Linked DNA regions of Gossypium arboreum: region 2 is linked to region 1. Evidence: chromatin contacts called from public Hi-C data. All regions are on one chromosome and are shown on one strand. The core of a region is the stretch at or near the end of the contact, and the rest is flanking DNA. Distances in the headings are between cores, read along the strand shown.

The links. A called contact is a pair of places that touch in the nucleus more often than the background predicts.
Region 2: a Hi-C map of leaf shows a contact between it and region 1, with 3 times the contacts expected there. The contact joins the promoter of LOC108487048 here to the promoter of LOC108489576 in region 1. A contact is called at or near these places in 2 of 5 Hi-C or Micro-C datasets (both in leaf).

What each region holds. Positions count from the first base shown.
Region 1 is chr3:24,289,115-24,296,054 of ASM2569848v2, forward strand. LOC108489576 reads right to left here and starts at 4,363. Exons shown (of 2, transcript XM_017794222.2): 1 at 4,051-4,363; 2 at 3,266-3,807. The coding sequence starts at 4,173. The coding sequence ends at 3,376. LOC108489578 (nuclear transport factor 2A) reads left to right here and starts at 998. Exons shown (of 2, transcript XM_017794223.2): 1 at 998-1,482; 2 at 2,668-3,088. The coding sequence starts at 1,189. The coding sequence ends at 2,742.
Region 2 is chr3:24,749,260-24,755,841 of ASM2569848v2, forward strand. It overlaps LOC108487048, which reads right to left and starts at 4,853. Exons shown (of 3, transcript XM_053025600.1): 1 at 4,151-4,853; 2 at 3,471-3,567; 3 at 2,563-2,813. The coding sequence starts at 4,538. The coding sequence ends at 3,563. It overlaps LOC108487049, which reads left to right and starts at 1,790. Exons shown (of 1, transcript XM_017791266.2): 1 at 1,790-2,263. The coding sequence starts at 1,881. The coding sequence ends at 2,090.

The DNA of each region.
Region 1 (6,940 bases), core at 3,113-5,612:
GGGAAGAGAAAGAGGAATATGAGGAACTTGGTTTGCTGGGAACAGGGGTAAAATATTTAGGTTAATAAAATCAAGCTAGGCTCGAGCTGAAAAAACTTTACTTGAAACCCGATCTATTTTTTAAAAGGGTCTTATTCATAAGCATAAACTCAAATTTTAAGCCTATATTTTTGTCCAAACCCTCTTATATTTTGGGCGAACGACCCGACCCATGGACAAGTATAATGAACAGGCGATCAAAGGCGGGTGGGGTGCCTTTCCTATGGGTGGCATAAAATATGTTAGTGGTTGATTATGAGGTGACCAACTGGAAGTTCATCTGTAGGGGCCTTTTAAATCACTTCTCTTGTTGTTACATATCTAAGCAGAGTAGGGGTATAGCAAAAATGTTTATAATTTTTATATATTTAATTTTTTTAATTTTAAATTACTTGCTGAGTGACATACACAACAAAATAGGAGCACGACAATTATAATGTACTTGTACATATGGTATAATTTCTAATGGTTTTGTTAAATTGTAGTGAAAATTTTTCAATTTGATAAAAACTCAAAAGATAAAAGGGTTCAAGACAGAAAAAAAAAAAAGAAGAAGCATATGCCAAATTCACAAAAGTTACAAGTGTTAGAGGTTTAACAGGTAATTATACTTCAATTTTAAACGGAATTAATGAAAGAAAAGTTATTCAATGGACTGAAAATGAGTCATTCAAAAAGTAAAGATTCAATCAAACAAAAGTAATGAATTAAATCCAAACAAATTGATAAGTAGAGGGACTATTCTTAAGATTTACCAATAAATTTGCTTGGCTTAGCTGCGTTATATTGACGCAAAGAAAAGAGGGTGTATAAGTGAGGGCCCTTTCTACAGTGACTGATAAATAAAATAAATGAAAGAAATGAAATTAAGAAAAACACGCCGGCAGGCATCCACTGTTCGATTTTGATATTAATTTTTTATGATTCAAAATGAACCGTTGGATCAATCCTCCTATAAATACACCTCAATATTTATTATTATAAATAAGAAAAAAAAGAGATAAAAAAGGAAAACGCTCTCTCAAATATTGGCTCGCCAGTCGCCTCTCTTTCTCCTTCTTCTTCTTCATTCTGTTGGCTGCTGCTGCTGCTTTGGTGGCGTGATTTAGAAGCCACAACTCAATTTCATATAAAGAAAAAAAAAGTGAGATGGATCCAGACGCAGTAGCCAAGGCCTTCGTCGAGCACTACTACTCCACATTCGATGCCAACCGGGCCGGTTTAGCCAATCTCTACCAGGAAGGTTCCATGTTGACCTTCGAAGGTCAAAAGATCCAGGGCTCTCAGAGCATCGTCGTTAAACTCACCAGCCTTCCTTTCCAGCAGTGCAAGCACAACATCACCACCGTCGATTGCCAGCCTTCCGGCTCCGGCGGCATGCTCGTCTTCGTCAGCGGTAACCTCCAACTCGTTGGCGAGCAGCATGCTCTCAAGTTCAGCCAGGTATTTTTCTTATTAGCTCAGCCATCTACGGCTAATCTTATGTGTCACTCTTGAATTCATCGGTTATATCCTTGTGTTAATTTCACGATTCCATTTCGTATTGGTGGATCTTTTAAGTTGGTGTTTTGATCTGACCGAAGCCGGAGCGGGAATGGAAATGTTCTCTATGGGATCTTAATAATGGTCTTATCTGTGATGTTTAAGCATTAATGCTCATCGGATTTGCTTAAGATTACAGTTCCAGGAATTGCACATTTTTCATTCATTTTGCATCTATATTGATGGGATTGGTTCAGGTAAAAAAAAATGTTATTTCGGCTATAAACCCGATTTCATTAAATTGTGCCATAATACGTTTTGGAAGATGTGGATTTGTTTTTGGATCCACCATCTTTCCATAGAACCTGCTCCACTTTTACTTTGTTTTGCAACCTGGAACTGCACATTTACATGTTCCTTGTCATCAATTATTTGGACCGTGTCGGTCCTGGATATTCCTATCCTCTTGCTATAAGCGTGGTGTGGGCCGTAGTTGTGTAGGTAATTATACTATAGACACTGCATTCAAGAGCTTGCTTTTGTTTCATTTTGTTTATTGCGCCCTTTGCTTGTACTCATTTCATTTTTATACTTGTCTTTTTCGCATAAGTGACAGAGGTCCTCTCAGTGCTCACTCTGAACAATTATCTGCCATCTCCCTTGATGTTGTTTCTTGCGACTCTACTGGATATAAAAGAAAATCCACTACCACATGCCCCCTCCTCACCTGGAGACATTGATGATTTCCTTATGGTTTATGTCTTTCATTCACGTGGAGCAAACTTTTATATGTGTTTCATCTATGTTGATAGTTAACCAATGTTTATCCCAGATTACATTTTTTTTGAAGTACACATCTGTATTCAACATATTTTTGGGTATAGATATGGGGATATGAGCCTCCAAGATCCTCTAAATTTTATAACTTAGAGGAAATTGAATATACAGACATCGACATTAACACCCCAATTTGAGCAACATAGTAGTTAACCGTTTTATGTTGCCTAAAATTATGAATGCAAAGACATTATGTTTTTAATGTTCTGTTTAGAAAACTAATAGATATTGCATCCACCAATGCCTTGGTTCAGTTTCATTAACAACTTTACTAACCTAGGTTATCCTTATGTTGCATTCTGCTATCAGATGTTTCATTTGATGCCAACGCCACAGGGAAGCTTTTATGTGTTGAATGACATATTCAGGTTGAACTACGCGTGAAGACGATGATTAATCAAGGGATGGGAATACAATGCCTGAGGATTTAAAACACGTTTTGCCTATTTTAGGCTCTAATGAAATTTGGAATTTTGTTTTTTTGGGGGATGATTATGTTTCGTGTTCCATTATGGTTTCCATATCTCTCCATATTTCAGGGACTGATTGGTTCAGTTGGTCAAAGACGCTATCCTGTGAATTGGATGTTTTGATTGAGACTTATTTCAGTTATTTTCAAATCAAATGAATCATAGATATGTATATGCAATTGTATGCCCACTGTGAATGTTTTTTCTGTTTCCTTGTATTATTTTCGTTTGAAAGGATTGAATCTTGTTCGTGCACATAACACGGGTCTGGACCTTGGTTTTGAAACATTGGGTGGTTAATGTTGTGATATACACAAGCACATATGATTATCTTGGAATCACAGATGTATTATTGGATTAGAAAAGCCCAATGAAAACAATCTTTAAAACTGAGTTAAAAACCAAAGCAAAGGAGAGTAGAATTTGGATTATTGATTGATTATAATAGATGGAATCCTAAATAAAATTATTATTTCGATACTTTGCTACTCACTTTTGAACAAAATAAACAAAAACTATGATTGGTAAAACCTTGGATGGCTCCCACTCAGTGTCCATCACCGCTGGATCCCAGATGTGGGAACTCGGGAAGTTGAAGAGAGGGAGGTGAAGCTGAAGCATCAACAAGGTGATTACAATGTTGTTGTGTAGGTTTGGCTCGACCTTTGAGCAGTGTAACAAGCCAACTTCCAACAGATTTGAAAGGGTGAGTGAGACCATTTTTAACCTGGAGGAGGAGTGATGCTTCAGAGACTTGCCAGAACAAAGTGACGACAATCATCACCAAAAGAAGGCCATGGGTTATGGTATTCTGCTTCTTTATTGCTTTAAGCTCTTTCACCAATTCTTCAACACCCATTCCCCCACGTCCACTGCCATTTTCACTTTTTGCCTCTGCTTTATCATCTTTAGCCCTTGGAAAATTTAACTCCTCAACTTCAGATTGCTTCAGGGTGTTATTTTCTTTTAATGATTCTAACTGTTCAACAACAGCATTACAACATTAAAAATAAATCCCAATGATGTTTAAATTAGTTCTTCAAGATGAAGAAAAACCCATTTTTGATGGGGGGGAATTAGAACTATGGAGTTGGCGAGTGTAAGGGCATCTTAAATGGGGATTTTGCAAACGAGGTCTGGTTAGTTCATATGAAGTTGCTCTGAATGAATGAATAGTTTGGTTTTAGATTAAGATTTGGATTTTGTGATGTAGTGTACATACCTGACAGAACAATCTGGAGAGGAGGTGGTCATTATCGTTTTCAGAGATATCTTTTACTGTGGTACCTTCTAAGAGTTTCTGGATTTCCTGATTGATAAGCTCAATATCTTGAGTTGATTCCATTGGTTCTCAACATGGAAATTTCACTTGTTTCTTTGTTGGAGGTGGATGAAAGCCGCCGGTGACAGGTTTTTCTTCCGCTTAGACGTTGAACAGGTGCAATGGATGTCTAAACCCCCTAAAGCTATAACAAAGTTGAGGCCACTAGGCTATGATGTCATCTTGTCTGGCCCACTGCCCAATCTGCGAATGTTCATGAAACCCACATCCAAAACCCATTCCAAGTCCAACTATGCCTTTTTCTTTCTCCAAATCTAGTGTTTGATTTGATTAAGTGGGTTTAATTTTAATTCGACTTTATTTAAACTTAAACTTAATAAATTATAATTTTATGAATTGAATCGAATCTTATTATTTTTTTATGACTGCTTTCCCTAGGAGAAAAAGAAAATGAACAATTACAAATAGAAGAAATGAGGGAGTTAAGTTCATAAAAAATTGCAGCAACGTATCATTTTCACCGAGCAATGCATCAATGCAGGATTTGTTGTTGGATTCGAGGATGGTATTATGCCAGTTCTGAAGGAAAATTAGTTAAAAACCTAGCCCTAGAGCAAAGGCTTTAACCACAAATGCTGATGTGCAGCCAGTTTTGCGGTGGCTCCCAAAACCATCAAGCCTTGACTATCCCTAACAATAACAACAATGCTTGCTTTGTGGGATGAATTATTAAAGGTTGCATCGCAGCTGAGTTTTGTGGGATGAATTATTAAAGGTTGCATCACAACTGAGTTTCAGTGATCTTGATGGTAAAGGTGTCTAAGAAATTTCTTTCAGCGTAGTTAAATTCATGGTTGAGGTCGAAAAGGGAGATTAGCCAAGTTGTGTGAAGAACCCATGAATTCTGTGAACCATAAATGATCTGTTTATCAAAAAACACAGGTGCGTATCCAGTTAAGGTTTATTGCTATAAATATCACAAACTGGGTTAGTTTTCAAATTTTTAATTTTCTACAGTGTAAGAAAACCGTTTTCAAAGTAGATTTTTTCTAACATGGACGTGGAGCCTTTGATAGAGAGGACACATGAGGCCATTATAGTGGCTGATACATGGGTGCAGCCTGGTAGTAGCCATAAAAGGAGAAGGACTGAAAAGGGCTCTTATAGTACCAATGAGAGCAGTGGCAGTAGGTTGGTCCACCGTAAGCGAAGCAAGAAACCAGTTAGCTCTAAAAAGGAGATTACTTTATTGGTTGTCCCTACTCATCCCGAAAATAGAGTTTGCCACTCTAATGGACTTAACTCTTAGCTCCCAAAGTCCGCCTCAAGAGCCCTCTCCCAACACTGCCCTTTCTATACGATCTTCTATCCCTACTGGCTTAAAGAAAAATCCCTTTTCTTCTAGTGGGTCATCAAGGTTATTCTCATGGAGGGACCTTTTTAATGGGGGTCAGCATCCTTCTCTCCAATCGAAATCAACCAATGGAAGGAAAGTGGCCTCCCTTAAGAGTTGAAAGAATGCACTCTACCCTTGTCCTCTGAAGCTAACCAACCATCACTAACAAAGTTGGTGGACTCCTACTAGATAATTGTGTATCAATGTGGCTTTCTTGGCTGGGCCTTTCGAAAGCGTTGTAGTAGAAGTGAAGCTAGACGAGCCCAGTTAGAAATGGCCTTGGCATATTGAGATTAAAAACTGGCTCAGCTTCGTCAAACACAAGAGGCTACAGCCCACCATATCCATGAGTTTGCCAAGTCTGTCTCTAGCTGGAAGACTTAGTACAACTCTCTAAAGATGGAATTCGAGGATAGTGTACACCAACTGAAGAGCTAGATCAAGTCCCTGGAGGAACGACACTTAGCAGACTTGGAGAGAGTGCAGAAGGCGAACAAGGAAGCCTTAGAATAGTACAAGACAGATACCACGATGGAGATAACAAATTATATTCCCAAATTAAGATACAACCATATTCTACACACCTAAGTTATTAATGGGACTTTTGATGTGAGTTAGGTGAATTTCGATTGCTTGCGCTAGTTTACCAGTGTTGATTTGGGCTTCAATGTGATGAATCCCTCTGGTGCTGAATGAGAAGAGTTCCAGAAGAGGTGAGGGTGTAACACCCCTCACCCGTATTCAATGCCAGAATAGGGTTACAGAGTATTACCGGACTTAATAACACATAAATGCACTATTTTCATACATCGATCAAATCATACAATCATCATTCAAACTCAAACAATTTGTCCCTTATAATAGCCTACAATGCCGTAAACATGCTTTAAAAGTGGTTTGGGACTAAACCGATAGCATATGAAAATTTTAGAAACTTAAGAAAAATTGCAAAACATACAGGGGTCACACGTCCGTGTGAACAGTCTGTGTGCCTCACACGGCTCTAGACACGCCCGTGTCTCAGGCCGTGTAAAAACAAAGAATACATACTAACTTGGGTCATACGGCTGACCACAAGCTCGTGTGTCTAGCCCAGGCCATGCCAAAACTATAGGGTATACTAACTTATGCAACACGGCCAAGTTACACGCCCGTTGCTAGGCCGTGTGCCAATTAGGGGGTATACTGACTTGTACCACACGGGCGGTCACACGCCTGTGTGTGAGACCATGTGGAGCATACTAACTTCATTTTAATTCAACACCAGGGGACACACAGCTGTGTAACATAACCATGTGTCACACACGGCCGAGACACACGCCCGTGTCTATACCCATGTGGGCAAAAATAGGCTATTTGCAAAGCCATTTTACCACCCTATTTTCACATACATGCACAAGCATAAAATTTCATCAATCCATAACTCAATAGGCA
Region 2 (6,582 bases), core at 3,603-6,102, 460 kb after region 1:
AATATTATGAATATTTTATTAAGTGAATGTCCATTAAGATCAGGATAAGTTTTGATGAAATTTAAATTCTAATAGTCATTAGAAGTAGAGTTCTATTTTATTTATACTTTCTATGTCTATAAATATAGATTTTGGAGAAGCATTGTAGCTTGCTTCCATTGATCAATAAAATACGCTGTCTCTTTTATTCTTCTATTTCCTTTGTTCTTTGCTCTCTGTTCTTTTATTTTATAACATAGTTCTTAGTATTTGTAAAAGGGTTTTTGGTTGAAATTAGTTTTATCCTCTTTTAAGAAGTTCAATATATCTTTTTACTTTACAGCATCATGTTTAAAATAGACATTTTATATATTTTCTTAAAAACACTTTTAATAGCAATAGTAATCACTATCAATCTTTTGAAAAGCATTTTTCAACTTCAACAATAAACTGGTTTTAAAATGAAATCAAGAGTTCGAATAATAATTGTTTAACTTGATGACTTGGTCCACACAACAGCTTAGATCAAATGTGACAATTACGTAGATTCAACAAACAATGCAATGGTATCCATCCTTTGTAAAACATTGTGATGACATACAATGTTTATTACTTTAACTCTAATGTGAGTGTTGACATTTGATTTTTTTGAAAAAAAAATTCAAGTAAAATGATAGAATATAGCATATTGGTGCTACCAAAAAGGGAAGTCTTAGTATACCATTACAATGGGACCTGGCATGGACAGCCTTTGCTATTATTCTTCTGGCTTTCAAAGTCTTGAAGAATCAATTTTTGAAACTTTATACTATCAGATTTTAGGAATAAGGTGGCTTTGCTTATAGTTGATGCAGATGCTCCCCACGGAATAAGCCGATATTTCACTACATATGCGCATATATATTCTTCATGATAGATTTTGGACTAAATTTAATGATTTGTAGTTGTATCAATTACTTGATGCCGGGTGTTTTGCAATCAAACATTAAAATCTAAAATCAGCCACGAAATGAAAGAAAATGGTTTGACAGGCCATTTGACTTTGGAGTTTCTGATGTAATTCACCAACAGCTTTTGATTTAGACTTCAACCGGACATGATTGGGAATTTTAACTAAATCAAGCAACATGACTGTTAGGCATTAGTCGGAATCCACTTCTTACCCAAAAATAATGACCCCGCTGAAGAGAGTGCATTTGGATTCTTTTACATGTATAATGACTTTATATTATGATGCAAAAATGTTGAATCCAATCCATACCATGTTCAAACTTGTCTACTAGGTTAAGATTGCTCCTTTTATATATTATTGCCATGCTGGATAAAAGATCCTGCCAAGGCCTTACCTTTTGTGTAATATGGTAATTATATATATATATGTTCTTATTCCTTTTTCATAAGGTTATTTTTTAGAAGAAAAAAAGCAATAACAGAAATACATGGTTCAATTGCAACTCATAGATTCACACTTTAAACGAATTTCTAATTCGAATTCAACATGTGTAAAAAGAAAAATAGAACTTGGAAGCTCTGAAATTGAAATCAAATCATGTGACAACTGCTTGCAGTTTAGGAATTCTTCCATGTTCTGGAAAAAAAAATTAAGAAAAGGTAAAGGAATAAAAACCAAAGACGGTTCTTATTTGTTAATCAGAAAAAAGGAAAGAAATATTAATTATATTAGCTAAGGATAGACAGACGATTACAATTTACAGTCATTGGAAAGGGACGGACGATCCGTAATGTTGCCACGTTGTTATTGCACTGGCATCTGTCGAGAACCCACGATGTAGACATGCATGTATATATTTCCCTCTCCCCGTGCGTTGTTTGCTTCTTTCAACCACAACCCACCTTTTTTCAAAGCTTCATTCATTCCAAGAGAGTGTGAAGAGTAAAGTATGGCGGACTGGGGACCGGTGGTGATAGCGGTGGTGCTATTTGTGTTGTTAAGTCCAGGATTGTTGTTTCAGTTGCCAGGGAGGAACAAAGTGGTGGAGTTTGGGAACATGCAAACCAGTGGGATTTCCATTCTTGTCCATGCTATTATCTTCTTTGGACTCATCACTATCTTCCTCATCGCCATAGGTGTTCACATCTACACTGGATAGCCTGCCACTCTTATTATTGTGTTTTTGTAAGATTTAGTCCTTTTTTTTTTCTTTTATTACCCTTCTGATTGGTTAATGTATTTCCCCAGGGTGAAGTGTTTGGTTTTGGATTGTTATCTTGTTGGCCTTAATGCAGTAGTAGAATAATAGAAATGATTGGTGAAATAGCAAAATTGTGCTTTTATTTTTATGTTCGGACTCTGAGGATAATCTCACAACTTTCTGGACAAAAATTAGTTTTGAAGGAAACAACAACAAAGAAGAAAATAAATAAATAAATATATATAAAGTAAAAAGACCTCTTTAACAGACACCTGCCTAGTAGATAATTTGTCGAAGTGTCTTTTTTTGCTTGTTTTAACCTTCCATTTGGATAAGAAATTCTATGCTGATTAGCTGATGAAGATTTTGAACGTTAAAAAACAAAGCAACGGAAGTCCCTTAAATCCAACAAGTAAACGATGGGAGAGACTTGCACGCAATAAAGGGTTGGTAATAACCAAAATAGAACACCAATAGTTGTATTCACAAAGACGCTATAATACATCCACATATCTCAGTTACATATGAAGCAACATTTATACACATTTCCAGCATGCATTACTACTGGAAGAAAGCCTGGTACAATAGGTTTCCCAAGAACTCCAGTGCTCCTCAATTATCCAACCCATATTCCAACTCTCTTGTCTCGATCTTGTTTTTCTCTTCACATAAGTTCCCATGCTGCAATGCCACAATTCCCACAGCGTTTTGAATATAAAGTCTTATCAGTGATCTGCTAAATCTTTGCATTAAATTTTATAGATTGAAGAAGAGATACATTCATGTCACGCAAACAAGGATAAAATTTAGCAGCCTAACGCAAAAGGTAATTGATTCAAATGATTCCCAAGGATCGGAGAGCGGCAGGGTATAATAAGTAAGGAAATTTGTTGCAAAACGGGTCATTAATGCGATATCATGAACCTATTATAACCTTAAGCAATGCCATAATAATTAACATCAAGGCTCAGTTTACCTGTTCGAGTTAAACCCAAAGCTCATTTCAAATCAAATATTAAAAAAAACCAAACCTCATAGACAAAAACTCATTTTTTCCCCCTTTTTAACTAGTAAAAAAGTTTTTTCCCGTGCTGTAGGAAGAAAGATCTGCATTGGATTGCATAAAAGGTTCAGGAAAGGCATGCACCAAAGATCAACAGATAAATAAAAGATTGGACAAACTAGAAAGCATAATTTTGGTGAAGAGTAAACAACATATTTGATATTCGAAAGCATTGAAAGCATTCCAAATAAAAGGAGATGGGGAATATGGGGTGTAACAAGACAGGAACTTCTTAAATCCTACCAACCAAAGGTTCGGCCACCACCAAAACCAACCTGAAAGAGAGTTCCCATTAAGCTCTGTTTCACAGTTTCTTTTCTCCTAGGTTTGGTGCTCACCTCTCATAGCTGCAACCTGCAGTTCAGCACTACACTAGTAAAAATACAAAATATCAAACGCCAAATTTTAGCAGAATCTATCAAAAGCGATTTAAGGCTAATAAAAAAATGCAGAGGATGGAACAGAATTAATTCCTGCGAACAAAAGAGGCACTTCGCAAAACATAGCTCTAATTCACAATATCCTACTTACTTAGTCCTCTAAGTTCAATAAATATCCTTCTTCTTTTTTTAATCTTCACCCATTCAACTATCAATCATGAAATATACCCCCAATCTCAAACCTACAAATCTTACAGTATATTGCCATTATTAGCGTGCTATTGAAATCAGAGTCACTTAATGATGAAATCCAGTAACTTGACAAAAACGTACGAAAGGAAGAACCTAGGGTTTATTATAAAGTTCTTTCTTTTCTTTTTTATGTACAATTTCCAAATTAATCCAAAAAAAAATTAGGAGAACCTAGAATTGAACACATTTTTATCCCCAGTCCTTCACGAAAACAGATAATGCGACATCAACAGGTAAAAAGTCACAATTTAAGAGAAAAAGTACATGTAAAATACAACACAAAATCAACCCATTCAAGAAGAAATAATCAACAAACAAATTACCAGGGATATCCTTTCGCCGCGAAGGAGGGGCCATGGCGTAACACAGAATCGAACGACCTAACATGGAGACCGTTGAAACAATCCCAACAACGTAACAAACCATGACCAAACCAAGAACCCAAGGCATCAACATGAACCCTATAAAGAAAGTAACTGATCCACACAGCATCAACGAAATAGATATTCCTAGCATCAGCCAAGCGAATCCCGCCGGCGGTATCGTCGTCATCGATGCCGTTCGCGGAAGAGGAATCCTCTCCGGGGCGGCTGGTTGGTCAGAGAAGGGAAGCGGCATCGTAGGCAATCGTAGAAGATTTAGGACCAGCGCCAACAGCTCGTAGAAAAACCTTGATTGTTGGCCCTGATTTCGTTGTTGTCTTCTCATCATCTTTTTCTTCTCAGAAAAATTCCTAGATGAAAATTGTCCTAACCCTATAATCCGAGCCGGGGGGGGGAGTGAAAATTGGAAACAATAACTAGAATTTATTTTTGCTAAAACGAGGCAACCGGAAAAACGAGTACACAGTTATCAAAACCACCGTTTAATTGGAGAAAAATTAACAATCAGAGGGTTCCAGCCAAGGCTAAGGCTTTGTTTGTTTCTCATGAAAATTTGGAGGGTAACCAAAAGATAAAAGTGACGCGGCGCTGCTGTTATTCCATTTAAATGGAATTTTCAGATAGCAAAAAAGTAAAAACAAAGACAAAAACAGAGATTAATGCCCGAAACAAAAGCGTGAAGGATTAAGTTAGGCGTCCCTACCTAAAACTCCCACGTGGCTATTTTTCTTAATGCCTGATTTGCACGACTTTATTTTTTTTTTATGTTCTAAATTATAGATTAGCTAGTGAAAAATAAATTTTTGTAATATATGTATTTATAAATTGATCTAAATAATAAAGATGCTTTAATTCAAATGTGTAGATATTTTTGTATTTATATTTTCTATATAAAATATATAACATGGAAAAAATTAGATTCAAAATAATACAATTAACTATATAAAGTAAATATTTTTATTTTTAATTGAATTTATATTCGATTAACTTACCACACTAATTCAAATGTTTAAGTATTAGTTTTATAATAAATATAGATATTTAAATTTTAAAAAGTATTTTAATAAAAATTATAATATATCCATTTTAAAATATTTACTTTATTGGAATAGTTCTTTGAGATACATTAAATGTTTAATTTATTTAATTAATTTTATTTATAATTAATAAATTAATACCTATATATTGGTAAGGTTCATTTTCAAAATAATTCTTAATTTTAATTTCTTAAAAAATTAATTTACTAACTGATTATTTTCAAAAAATTCTAAAACAATTAATTTGTTATGAATATCTTATTAAATGGATGTCCATTATAATCAAGATAAAATTTTAATATATTTTAAATTCTAATAATGATCTCTACTTCTTCTATATTTTTATTCCTATAAATAGAGACTACGATGAAGCGTTGTAATTATCCTTTTGATCAATAAACTACATTCTTTATTGCTTTCATATTTTCTTTGTTCTTTATTTTCAACATTTTTCTTTATTTTATAACACATTATCAGCACGATCTTGCTCAAAATGATAGTTTCTTTTATTGACAACCAAATTTATCCTTCATGATTTTCAATATTTTTTACAGTAAGACGCAGAGTTTTTACATGAAGTTTCTTTTATTTAATGTTTCATATCTTATTATCATTATTCATTCTTATTTCATTATCGTTATCATTGTTTTGATTAATTTATTTTACTTTTTGTTCTTAAGGATTGTGAAAGATTTGATACCATTATCTATATGAAATCGAGAAGTAAGATTCACTCTCAAAGTTTACTTTTTGATATTTGCTTAGGGATGATCTGTTTCTCTTCATTACAAAAGATGTTTAGAATCACTACTTCTCATTCATGGTAATGTAAGCTAATCTAATGAACTTTTTTTGAAATTTGATTTGATTTCTATTAAAAAGTTCAATTTATATAATTCACTATTTGTATCTCTATGAATTTATAAAACCCTTCACGCATTTAGTTATTGGGATTTTTATGTGGAGATAAATATTTTTTTCATTTTAATAGAATTGATTGGTTTAATTTTGATTTTGATTAAGATATATGATTATTGCAAAATGTGATATAAAAAACTTACTTATCATGAACTTTAGGATATTCACCACATTCGTGATAATTTCAAATCATTGTAAGATTTGAAATGAAATTATGTCATAAGAGGTAGAGGTTAGAAAATGTTTATGTTTAAACTTTTATAGCTGTAAAGTTATTTTAATTTGACATTATAATATTTTGTATTTTGTTGTGGTATGATATATAAAATATATATTATCTAACCACAATGATTTATTAGTGACATGAATTTATTATTTGTTACGTTTAATATATGTTTTATTTATACCTATTCATTT